4 separate regions of the Mus musculus genome follow, and all the other regions are linked to region 4. The links are chromatin contacts, called in public promoter capture Hi-C maps. All regions are on one chromosome and are shown on one strand. The core of a region is the stretch at or near the end of the contact, and the rest is flanking DNA. Distances in the headings are between cores, read along the strand shown.

Region 1 (2,865 bases), core at 296-2,795, 1.7 Mb before region 4:
TATAGACGAAAACTGGAAGCTATGGGCCTGGAACCTTGGATCCTGCCTCAGCCTCCTAAGATTACAGGTGTTAAGACGCTGCCAATATTTACATTACATAGACGTCTGTCTGCTCAAGTTTTCCTACAGAATCAACACTAAAGTGGGGCCTTTCTTACTATGCCTCTGGCCCATAAACATCCCACCTCCTAATAGCACTGAACTGCTGTTAATGCTCTCCACAGGGCCTGAGGTGACTTGGCAGAGCAGGCAGCTATTCTGGTGGACTTAGGGTGTGTCCACACCATCTCAGTTGATATCAAAAGTACACCGGAGAGTAGCTAGTCTCACCGCATTTTCACGATTAGTAGGAAACTGGAGCCCAGTGATTTGATTTGTAATGCACACCACCTGACCAGGGATAGGGGTCCACTCACTGCCGAGTACTCTAGATTGGCATTATGATTGGCTATGTGGTTTAGTATGTCTGCAGCAGGCACCATCAAGGGTGAGTTGGGCTCCTTTTCATCATCATCTTCCTCCAGCGGTTCTTGAAAGCTGCCGCAGAGAGAACTCAGCTAAGGCCCAGTCTCGGGTGAGGGACCTGGAGTTCACTGTTCTTTCCCACCTTCCCTCTCAAAGATGAGGGTCTGCTCCTCTAGGCTTTAATCACTGACCTATAAGCCATCACGAGGGCCACGAGCTGCTGATAGAGTTCCAGGGAGCGAACAGAGGGGCTGAAGAGATCCGAGTGAGCCTCCATGAAGGGCAGGACGATGGAATAGTATTCGCTACGGATGTTCACCAAATCCTTCTCCACGGCTTCGGGGACACCTGTACCCTTTAGGAGTCGCAACCGCTCTTCCTCCGGCCTGCAAGGACAGCCCACCCGGAGCCCTTCGCAGCCTTCTCATGCAGCAGGTGCCCAGTCCCAGAGCAAAGAAACTGCAACAGGTTCTTCCCGGCCCTTCCCTCGGCTCTCACCAAAACATGGGATGCTCCAAACGCCCCAGCTCTGGCCAGAGCGCGAAGTAAGGGCTCCAGGGTGATGCTGGGGCCTGGAGCTCGTGGAGCAGCGCCAGCAGCAGCGGCACCCACCCAGACAGGCTCTGCAGCGCGCCTCGCTCTAGGGAAGACACCAGGTGAACGTCCAAGCGCCACTCCCTTGCCAGCCTCCGAGCTGGTCCCCCTGCCCCTTCCTTACCCACCTCGCTCCAGCAGGCCGCTGATGGAACAGGTGTGGGGGGACAGAAGCGCGGACCGCGGCACTGCGAAAAGGAGCTCCCCGGCCCGCACGCTCTCCCGCGCCACCATGCCATAGCCGGCCACCGTGCCCTGCCGGCTCACCGTCACCTTAGGACTCAGCTCCAGCCCCACTCGCCTGCACCAGCGCAGGAAGCCGGCCACCGCGTCGCCCTCGGGCTCGCCGCCGCTGGACCCCGCAGGGAGCGGCAGGGGCGCGCGGGCAGCTCTCGGGGAGGGACAGGGCGCGACGAGGGGCGACCCGCCACTTACCCGCGCGCGCTTGGCGGGGGCCGCCATGCTGCGAGCAGCCGGGTCCTCACTGCGCTTCCGGGGCGGAGCTGGGCGTTTCTACTAAACCGCTCCGGTTTAGGAATCGCGCGTGCGCGTGCGCACCGGCCTCCACCCTAGTTCTGGCCGTGTCCCGGAGAGCGGCGTGCAGGGACAAAACAGTTTCTTCCTCTGTGGAGGCTGGGCTAGTATGCCGTAGTGACCGACTGATGGTTAGTGATTAACCATCATTTCACTGACTGATTGATTAGTCCGTTTACACCTGGGTTTGAAGTGGCCTTAAGGGTTTCCACATTACACACACACATACGCACGAGACAGACAGACAGACGAGAGACAGAGACAGAGAGGAGAGAGAAGAGAAAAGAGAGAGAAGAGAGAGACAGAGAGAGAAGACAGAGAGAGACAGAGAGAGACGCTGGAAGTAATATAAGGTGAATGAATGATAGCACAAACGGTAACATGGAGAATTCAGTAGTTTAGTTTCAGTACCTGGAAGGTTGAGGGGGGTTTGTGGTTTACTGGGAGTTTCTGGCAAGCCAGACAACAGAGTGACACCATGTCCCAAAACAACTAAAACCAAGCAAATAGTGTTGTGCCCTTGCTTTGAAGCGGTCTTTCTTGCTGGCTAAACTTTCTGCTCAGCTGTGAAATAGAGTTAGTATCAGGACTGGTAAAATTATATCTCAGTCAGAGTATATAGCCGCTTGGTAGAACCTTGACCATCATGTATAAACACCCTGGTTCAATCTCTTATCACCCTAAGAGGAAAAAAAAAATTAAGCAGGGTGGCCTACATAATTCTAACACCCATGACGCTGAAGTAGGATTGCTGAGTATTCAAGACCAGCCTGGGCTACAGAAAGATTGCTCAACCCTCCCCCAACCAAATGTGTCTAACAGGCACTATCCTCCAACTATCAGCGCCCTGGGGCAGCCAGGCAGCCTAAACAGTTGAGCCTTCCCTGTGATAGGAAACACGACACACGTAGACTTAATTTCTTTATTAGTTTTTCTGCACAGTTAACTTTCTATATCAAGGATTTTTGTTTTGCATTTTGTAATCTCAAAGTCTCTTTATCAGCCACCAAACAGAATACACAAAATTAGGCTCTTAACTTTGTACAGAGAGGAAAATAATGAACTCCATTAAAAGTTCATCTTGACCAAAGAGAAGACAACTACCAATGGGAAACCACATACAGGAAGGAGGACCTGATATACATACATATATATATATATATAATGTATAGGTATTTATAGATATCTTAAGAACACAGCAAAAAGATGTCCAATACTTGGAGTGCTATCTACAGTAAGGGATTAGTTCTACCACCTCTAAACAGTCACATT
Region 2 (2,700 bases), core at 1-2,500, 1.3 Mb before region 4:
TTGGACAGGCCTGAACTCAAGTAGCTCTGTGATCTTGGCTTACATTAATTTCCTCACGTGTAGAGCATATTTTTACTTGCTAGAGCTCTTGTGCAATGAACCGACACACTACAGTCAGCAAAGACCAGTATTTAAGAACCTCGAAGATTTAAGCCTCTTGGCGCATGAGATTTTCATGGGTTTTTCAACAGGCTGGTGTCTCCAGTCTACCGTGTGGCTCACGGTGGCTATTCATTAACCATTTACTAGACGAACGAAAAGCTTGGGTTATTATTGCATAGTGTTCAAACGAGGAAACATCTGGGAAGAAACATAGTTGCTTTCCAAAAGAGAAAAAAAAAAAAAAAAAACGCACCAACGGAGAGGGCTGGACTTGAACCCGTGTCCTCACTCCCAACTTTGCCTTAGCCAGGGTGTGTGTGTGGTAGTGCCATTCCAGGGCTTTGTCCAGGGTGTGTCCTGAATCCTTTCCCTCGACATCCCTTTTTCTCTTACCGGGGAACTGACCCACCCTCTTGGTTCCCCGGGAGGCTCGGGTCCCACTAGGGTTTCAAAAGAATCTACGCTCGAGAGAGAAAAATTCCTCGATCCTCACCAACGGTGGAAGCCAGTACCCGGTTTGCTCCGCCCCGCGGCGACAGCCTCCGCTTCATCCTCTGAACCGCTGCTGCTGTAGCCCACCAGGGGCGCCGAGCTCATGGGGCCTCGACCACAAGCCGTGTCCACCGACAACCTGATCCGACGCCCGGAGTTCCTCTGAGCCGGAAGTGCTCTGTGGGGGGCGGGACCTAGAGTAGCTCCACCTCGGGGCGGGGCCTGGCGACCCGGGGGGCGAAGCCCAGTGGAGCTTAGGACGGACGGCGGCCACCGCCTGTGCGGTAAAGGCTGTAGGAGGCGGCCTTCCGGATCACTCCGTCGCCCCAGTGTGGGTTCCACAGGTCTGCGGGTCTGTTTGCCAGACTTGCAAAAAGTTGGAGTCTCAGGATCCCTCTTGAGAGCGAGCTGAGCCGCAGGTCAGCTGCAGAAGACCGGAGAGTCAGGTGGGGCTGCGGCGAGCCGGGGATGAGGATCCCGGCTCCTCCGCGACCGTAGGCTCCGGCGAGCGGATCCCGAGGCTCCAGCCCCGCCCCTCCGTACCCACAGGCTCGGGCCAGCGGGGCCGCGGGTCCCCGACAGGGGGCGGCCTCGCTCCGCGCCGCGGGCTTCTCGGCAGCCGCCGCCCCGGCTGCCGCTCCTCCCCCGGCCCCGCCTACCCGGCCTCGCGCCGACCCTCTGTCCGCCGGTCTCTGCAAGACCCGTCGGTCTGTCCGCTCGCCCGTCCGTCCGCTGCCCCGGTCCCGCTAACCCGAGTGCGCGGGTCGATTCGTCGGTTCCGGCTGCTGCAAACCTGTCTCCCGACTCCGCGCTGCCTGCCTCTGCTACGCGAGGCCCGGGGATTGGCAGGACGCGTAGGCCGCGCCGCGGCGGATGGAGCCGGAATAAAGAGGCGGCAGAGAAAGCAGCTGGTCTTCGCTTGTCCCGCGCCTGACCCCTGGAGCAGGTGAGTGGCAGGGCACCCGGGACTGCATCTGGGGGCCACTCCAGTAGCCCCTGCACCCAGGGAGAGCCTCCTGAGCTCCGAGGCGATCCAGGCTGGGCCTGGAAGTACAGTTGCTTCCCGGGCACCGTTTGAGGCTCTGGGGCCTTCCTCGGCCGGAACCACCCCCTTTTCGGGACGCAGTGGCTGGGCCATCCGGAGCAGGAGCTGACAGCAGGCAGCCCAGCTGGGCCTGATGGGAGGAGATCAGCTTTCATTCGGTGACTCTGAGAGGAAAAAGGGCTAGGGTGGGGCGCGGGTGGGGGCTTCTCTTTGCCTTTCCTCTCCACTTCTCTCTCCAGCTCTTGTGCAGTGAGCTAAGAGTGTTCCTGGCTTCTCCTTACTGGAGAAGGGTCAGGGTAGGCAGTGGGGTTGCTCTAGGAGGTGGGGAGTGGGGGCGGCTGATGGGGCTGGCAGCCATTCATACCAGGAAAAATAACACACAGTTGGATTAGTACAGCTAGATCAGACAGTGTTCCGTGCAGTCCACCGCTCCTCTCTACCTTAGGAACGCTAAAATGGCCAGCTGTGGTTGGTTGGTCGTACTCCTAGGTACTACCCCAAATCAGCAGCCTCTTTATTCCCTCCCTTCCCAGAAGATGCTGAGGGTGACAACTTTTAGCTTGATTCTTAGGTTTCTTTAAGAGAACAGTTAGAAGCCAGCTGGCTTATGGGAACATTCTCTACTTTCCTTCCCTTAAAGAAAACTTGCAAACTTTTAAATCTATAAGCAGCTGAGAACCTAGAAAGGAGGCTGCCTTTGATTCCAAAAATAATTCTCTGTGGGATTGCTTTAATACTATCTCAAAGTGGTGAATTAGAGATTTGCTGGCATGGGGTGGGGGCGGTGGTTAGGTGGGCTTTATCTTGCAGTGATTACTGTGAATATTTGGGACTTGGAGGAGACACACCCTGGGGCATGCTTTATCTGTACAATTCAGGCAAACAGAACAATTTCTTACACCTTGACAGTCAAAGACTCAGAGGGTAAGGGACTTCTGTTTATGTTCCTCTGGGAGATAACTAGAGTGAAGAAGTTCACCTGATCAGTGGGTCTATAAACCTGTTATTTAACCCTCTTTGGCCAGGAGTTTGGGTCCCAGAAAGGCCATTAATCCTGTTAA
Region 3 (2,700 bases), core at 129-2,628, 1.9 Mb before region 4:
CTAGCCCAAGGTCAGGGAGACACATGTGCCAGAAGACAGTAAGTTAGGGTAGACCAGAATGTGATTCCATGTAGGGATCTGGACTTCATGCAACAGCCCTGGAAGAAATGAAGATATCCTAAAGAGGCACTGTGTCTATCAATTTGACTACTGAAACAATGGAACCCAAAGAAATGGCAATATCTCTAGGAATCTCATACTGAAATAAGAAAAGGCCCCAGCCAGAGAGGCAACCTTTCTCCCAGAGAGTCTATACAGTTCTAGCAACTTATCAGATCCATCACCTTATAGGATGGGTTAATGGCAGGCAGGAACACAAGCTGACTGGGAATCTGTTTACGTTGGAATCTCTCATTTGAACCCCGAAGGAAAACTGGATCTTTCTGTCCAACTTCCTAGTGTGGCCACATTGAGTAAAAAAAAAAAAAAAAAATTTCGAGACAGGGTTTCTCTGTGTAGACCAGGCTGGCCTCGAACTCTGAAATCCACCTACCTCTGCCTCCCAAGTGCTGGGATTAAAGGCATGCACCACCACCACCCAGCAAGTAAATCTTTTTCTGCTTTTCACTATTTTACTTTGTTTGAGGACCAGTGACCTGGGCCTGGTTTGCAGCACATGCTGTGGCCCCCAGATTTGATAACAATCACACAGACAACTGAAGTGGCCGGAGAAATTAGACTGGCAATCTATACAGATTTCTGCAAGGCATCCCTGGGAAATAATGGCCCATGTTCAGAGTGAATTCGGTCAACTTGTGGACTTGTCTCAAATTCATTCTCCCAGCCTTTAAAAGCTTATTCATTTCTTCCAAACATAATTATGAAGACTTGATGTGCAAAAGTTTGTCGTTGGTCCTGGGTAATTTTGTATTGACTAATCAGGCTTTTTTTTTTTTTTTTTTTTTTTTTTTTTTTTTTTTTTTAGGGCATAATCTGCTAATCTCACAAGTTAATACTCACAACTGCCCCACAAAATATGCCTGTTGTCCTCTAACAGGGACATGAAAGCATTCTGAACCTTGAGAGACTTGCACTTGGGGAAACTAGTGGGTTGAAAGGAAAACCACACTGGAGCATTAGGAAAAAAAAAAAATACTTCCTCGGGTCAGTTTACATTTTTTTCCTTCTTTCAAACTGGCACGCTAGGCAGCTGCCTCTAGCGTAGCGGATGATTAACTGGAAGCAGAGCGCTGAGCACTGTGGACTGCGCATCCTCACATACAAGCTTCACAGGATTTATAGGCAGCGATTAGCAGTGCCCTTGCGAGTTTCCATGACCTCCGTGGAGGCGTCGTCGTTCTACCCCCGACCGCAAGGGGCCGCTGCGACATGATTCGCTCCAGGCGCAGGGCCGCTCTAGCCACGCCCAGGGAAGTCACTGTCCTCACCTTTTAGGAGCCCGCGCCTCGGTTCCAGCGGACGCTTCCCCAGATCTCGGCTCTACCACCATCCACTGCCGTCTTACCGCCCACCATGGCCCTCCTGCACTCCAGCCGCATCCTCTCCGGGATGGCTGCTGCCTTTCACCCAGGCCTAGCTGCTGCAGCCTCTGCCAGAGCCAGGTGAGCCGAGGGATACAGAGATGCAGCGGCACCGCGGGCCTGCCCCTGCCCAGCCGAACTGTGGACCCTGTGAAACCTGCACCCCACCCCGCGATCGGACACACGTGCGCACCTCGTGTGTCCCCAAGGGTTGACTGTCCCGAGTCTTAGAGTCCAGTGTCTGCGCCCCGGGGTGACCCCAGGACCCCTCATCCCTCCCCTGTATCTCCGGACAGAGGGCCAGCGTAGCCCCCGAGGTGGGAATTGTGGTTCTCGACTGCACCCAGAATCCCATTCTAGCGGGTGATGGGGGGTCCCAGATGTGGACTCAGCACAGTGGGGTGCGGGGCAAGGGGTGAGCACGTGGGCGGTGGCGCTGGGCCATCCTCTAGCCGATTGGCTATGGTGCCGGAGCTGCCTGTCGCTGATTGGCTGTGGTGCAGGGGGGCGCGCATGTCCTTGACCAGCTGCCCTGCGGGACAACAGGTCCAGCTGTCGGGGTCCAGAGGGTTAAATCTGCCAGTGCTGTGTAGAAGCAGCGTGCGTGACGGGGGGAAATGTGACCACATGCAAGGAGGTTCTGGGGGCGTCCAGATCCGGTGTGCATCCATGACCTTGGCGTAGTGCATCCTTCAGTGTCACCACAGTAGTGCCTGATGATCCCCTATCCCCTGACAGACCAGCCTGGCCTTTGGATGGAAAAGGGTTGAAGTGTAATGTACTTTCTTTGTTTTAAACCCTTGGGAGATTCTGTTGACTGGAAGCCATCAATCTTTCCCTGCATTTCAGTCGGCTCTTTGCTCCTTAAAATATTTCGTAACCCAGTTTCTCCGAGCCAGGCACTGGACCAGTTGCTGGTGATGCAGCTGTGAGCAAGACAAGAGGACTGACTTCCTTTTTTAAAAAAAGACAAATGAGTCATCTTAAACTAAGGTGTACTGAAAGTGCCAGGCCTAAACGGGAACTAGTAACTCCTGATTCTTCCTTGGGCCTCAGAAGAGCAGATTTGAGACAGTCTCCTGGAGTACGGCAGACACCTCCCCGGGGCACATACTAACTGGGAGCGAAGCCTACGTAACTTTTTATGCTTGCCTTCTTCCCTTTGAATGTGTTCAAGCATCTTCAAGGTAGTAGAACAGTCTGTCCTTCCCAGAGCCCG
Region 4 (2,700 bases), core at 80-2,579:
ACAAAACAAAACAAAACAAAACAAAAAAAAAAAAAACAGGTGGTTTTTAACCTCTAACTGATTTCACTTCCACTAGATTATGAATAACAACCAATCTTGACCCAGTGGTGCCTTATAAGCATTATTTCATTTATATTCTCTACAACTGAGGAATCGATGATATAGTCACTACGCCTTTGCAACAGACAAAGAAACTGAGAAGTCTCTGGGCAGCCGGAGCCTGCATTTTATGTAATCATCTTCTGCCTGCGTCCTGAGCGCCCAGGGGTTCCCCTGTTTAAACACTCAAATGAAACAGACAATCGGCAAGTCTGAGAAAATTCAAGACGCACCCAGCCAGAGTCACATTGTATAAGGTAATAACTTGTAGCTATGTCTGGAATGATCGTTCCTTTCAAGATTATGTTGGTTTTGTGCGTCACTTAGGCCAACGACAAGGTACGTGAAAACTGGTAAATCCAGGTGCTTGCTTCTCTGGCAGCTTTCAACACCAGCGTGGGTTAGACAGTCCACGTAACAGCGGAGAGTGACCCTCGCTTGCTAGCTATTTACCGGTTCTCAAGGAAACGTTTATGAATGTCTACAAACATTAGTTTGTCAATCCCATCTTTCGGAGGGGGAATACTATTAACGATTCCGTTTTATAAACGAAGAAACTGGCCCTTAAGCAAAGTTATATGCATTGCCCAATGACGTACAATCAGCAGAGGGATTCTGAGTGACCTCTGATTCTAGAATTCAACCCCCAGGCTACATGTCTCCCACTTCCCCATAGTGTCCGGAGCTTATATTTATTTTCCTCCCCAGGCTTGCCAAATCAAGCAGAATATGGAATGAACCGAGCAGCAGTCAGCGCCCGGGTCGGAGGTGGCTGCGATCCTCCCCACACCTCTTGCTGCCGCGCCTCCCTACAGCACCCCATTACCATGGCTGAACGGTGTCCGGCAGCTCCAGGCCTCAGCCACCTGCTTCCTCAGGATTTCTTCAGTGACAGCGTCCGAAAACTCTGCCGATACCTGCTTCTTTCCCTTCTTCATTGGCCGCGCTGGGCCAGGATCCGCCGGCCGCTTCCCGTTCATCTTCTCACGGTGCACAGACCCACGCCAAGGAAGTCAGGACGCTACTTCCCTCCAGAAACTACAGTTCCCGAAAACCCTCTTTCCTTATTTCACCAGCATTACCCAATGGAAAGGCAGTAAAGCACAGGGAGGCGGGATCTCCACAAAAATAACCAATGGGAGATCAACATATTGCGTCACGCCGCCAGCAATTGGTCAAATGGTCGCAGTGGCCTGCCTCCCAACTTCCTGCCTCCGGAGCGTATTCACTTCCGGCGTGTGTTCCGCGCCTCTTGCTCTCGACTGTTAATGGCGGGTGGTGGCTGCTGAGCGGGACGCAGATAACCGCTGCCCGCCCCGCGGACGTCTCCCCGGGCCCCCGCTTTCTGCACGTCCCCGGCGTCGGAGCTGTTCAGCATGTCTGTGGTGCCGCCCAATCGCTCGCAGACGGGCTGGCCCCGGGGGGTCAACCAGTTCGGCAACAAGTACATCCAGCAGACCAAGCCCCTCACCCTGGAGCGCACCATTAATCTGTAAGTGCGGCGCGGCCTCGGCCGTTGATGCTCTCCCAGTGCGCGCTCCTCCCTCACGCCGGATGCGGGTTGTCCCTTCCGGGATGCGCGCTTTCTTTCCTAGACCTGTTTCTCGACCCCGACTTGGCAGTTTTCCTATTTTAAAAGCGAGGTTCGTTTCCCCCTTTCCCTTCATTCAGCCATGGTTAGAACCTGCGTTTGCTTTGAATTCATAATGTGTGTATCCTTTCAATCCGTTGCTGGTTGTTTCATCGCACATGTATTTGTGTTTATTTGAACAATTCTCAGTTTTGTAGGGTGTACATTTCTTTTACAGTAACTTTTCCAGATTAACCTCTGACATCCTAGTTTTTTTTTTTCCCCCTTTAAATGTTGGGTAGTGTTCCATCCAGTGGCCACATTTTATTAATTTTCGCGCTGTTTGGTCTACCTTTTTGCATTTGTATGTCTTGTCTACCAAAGTGCCAACATACAGTATCATTGCAGACTCCCAGTAGACCTAAAATTGCGAGGACACACTCTGTTGTCTGGTTGTACTTTCAGAGGTCGGAGGTACCTTACATGTTGTCCCGACAGCCTGTTTGCAGGCTGTTTTGTTTTCAACAAACCTTTGTCTTAAGCAGATGATTGCATTTCGGGATCACTCAAACAAAATTTTGTTGTGGCAAGAAATTGAGATTGGGATATAGCTTATAATGTTTGGTACCTCATTCCCTAGTGTGGAGCTGATTCTAATGGGAAAAAAGTGTCCAGTTTAGACTGGTTATTTGTTTAAAATGTGCAAGACATTGCTGAGAGTGGGGTTTGTGTAAGTCATTTTAGTGACTCACCTTTCATATTCAAATAAATAAACAAATCTCTCATATTCAAGTAAATAAACCATTCCTCCTAAAACTAAATGTGACATGAAGTTGAAAACTTGTTGAGCTCTTGAGAACTGTTCTCAAGAACAACTACTACTATTGTTTTTGACAAAACAAGTAATGGCACGCAAACTTCGGTAATGAAATGCAAGGTTTATAAAATGTGGAAATAGTTGACAGTCGTGTCTGTGCAAATTTACTTTTGTCCCACAATTCACAGTAGCACTTTAATTTTCTGTCACTTAA

Evidence for each region. Capture Hi-C pulls out chosen DNA fragments and counts their contacts.
Region 1: a contact with region 4 is called in a promoter capture Hi-C map of adipose tissue, with 2.8 times the contacts expected there. The contact joins the promoter of Setd6 here to the promoter of Nudt21 in region 4. A contact is called at or near these places in 1 of 39 promoter capture datasets (pre-B cells), 1 of 484 Hi-C or Micro-C datasets (CD4 T cells) and 1 of 9 other capture datasets (adipose tissue).
Region 2: a contact with region 4 is called in a promoter capture Hi-C map of adipose tissue, with 2.9 times the contacts expected there. The contact joins the promoter of Zfp319 here to the promoter of Nudt21 in region 4. A contact is called at or near these places in 1 of 39 promoter capture datasets (pre-B cells), 2 of 484 Hi-C or Micro-C datasets (CD4 T cells and CD8 T cells) and 3 of 9 other capture datasets (adipose tissue, liver and macrophages).
Region 3: a promoter capture Hi-C map of adipose tissue shows a contact between it and region 4, with 4 times the contacts expected there. The contact joins the promoter of Got2 here to the promoter of Nudt21 in region 4. A contact is called at or near these places in 1 of 39 promoter capture datasets (pre-B cells) and 2 of 9 other capture datasets (adipose tissue and liver).

What each region holds. Positions count from the first base shown.
Region 1 is chr8:95,714,593-95,717,457 of GRCm38.p6, reverse strand. Setd6 (SET domain containing 6) reads right to left here and starts at 1,545. Exons shown (of 7, transcript NM_001035123.4): 1 at 1,188-1,545; 2 at 964-1,105; 3 at 657-851; 4 at 417-537. The coding sequence starts at 1,521. Ndrg4 (N-myc downstream regulated gene 4) reads right to left here. Exons shown (of 17, transcript NM_001372423.1): 17 at 2,502-2,865.
Region 2 is chr8:95,330,361-95,333,060 of GRCm38.p6, reverse strand. Zfp319 (zinc finger protein 319) reads left to right here and starts at 1,250. Exons shown (of 2, transcript NM_024467.4): 1 at 1,250-1,540. It overlaps Usb1 (U6 snRNA biogenesis 1), which reads right to left and starts at 777. Exons shown (of 7, transcript NM_133954.2): 1 at 596-777. The coding sequence starts at 699.
Region 3 is chr8:95,887,079-95,889,778 of GRCm38.p6, reverse strand. Got2 (glutamatic-oxaloacetic transaminase 2, mitochondrial) reads left to right here and starts at 1,378. Exons shown (of 10, transcript NM_010325.3): 1 at 1,378-1,562. The coding sequence starts at 1,474.
Region 4 is chr8:94,035,668-94,038,367 of GRCm38.p6, reverse strand. It overlaps Nudt21 (nudix (nucleoside diphosphate linked moiety X)-type motif 21), which reads left to right and starts at 1,329. Exons shown (of 7, transcript NM_026623.3): 1 at 1,329-1,591. The coding sequence starts at 1,476. It overlaps Ogfod1 (2-oxoglutarate and iron-dependent oxygenase domain containing 1), which reads right to left and starts at 1,170. Exons shown (of 13, transcript NM_177767.4): 1 at 926-1,170. The coding sequence starts at 1,079.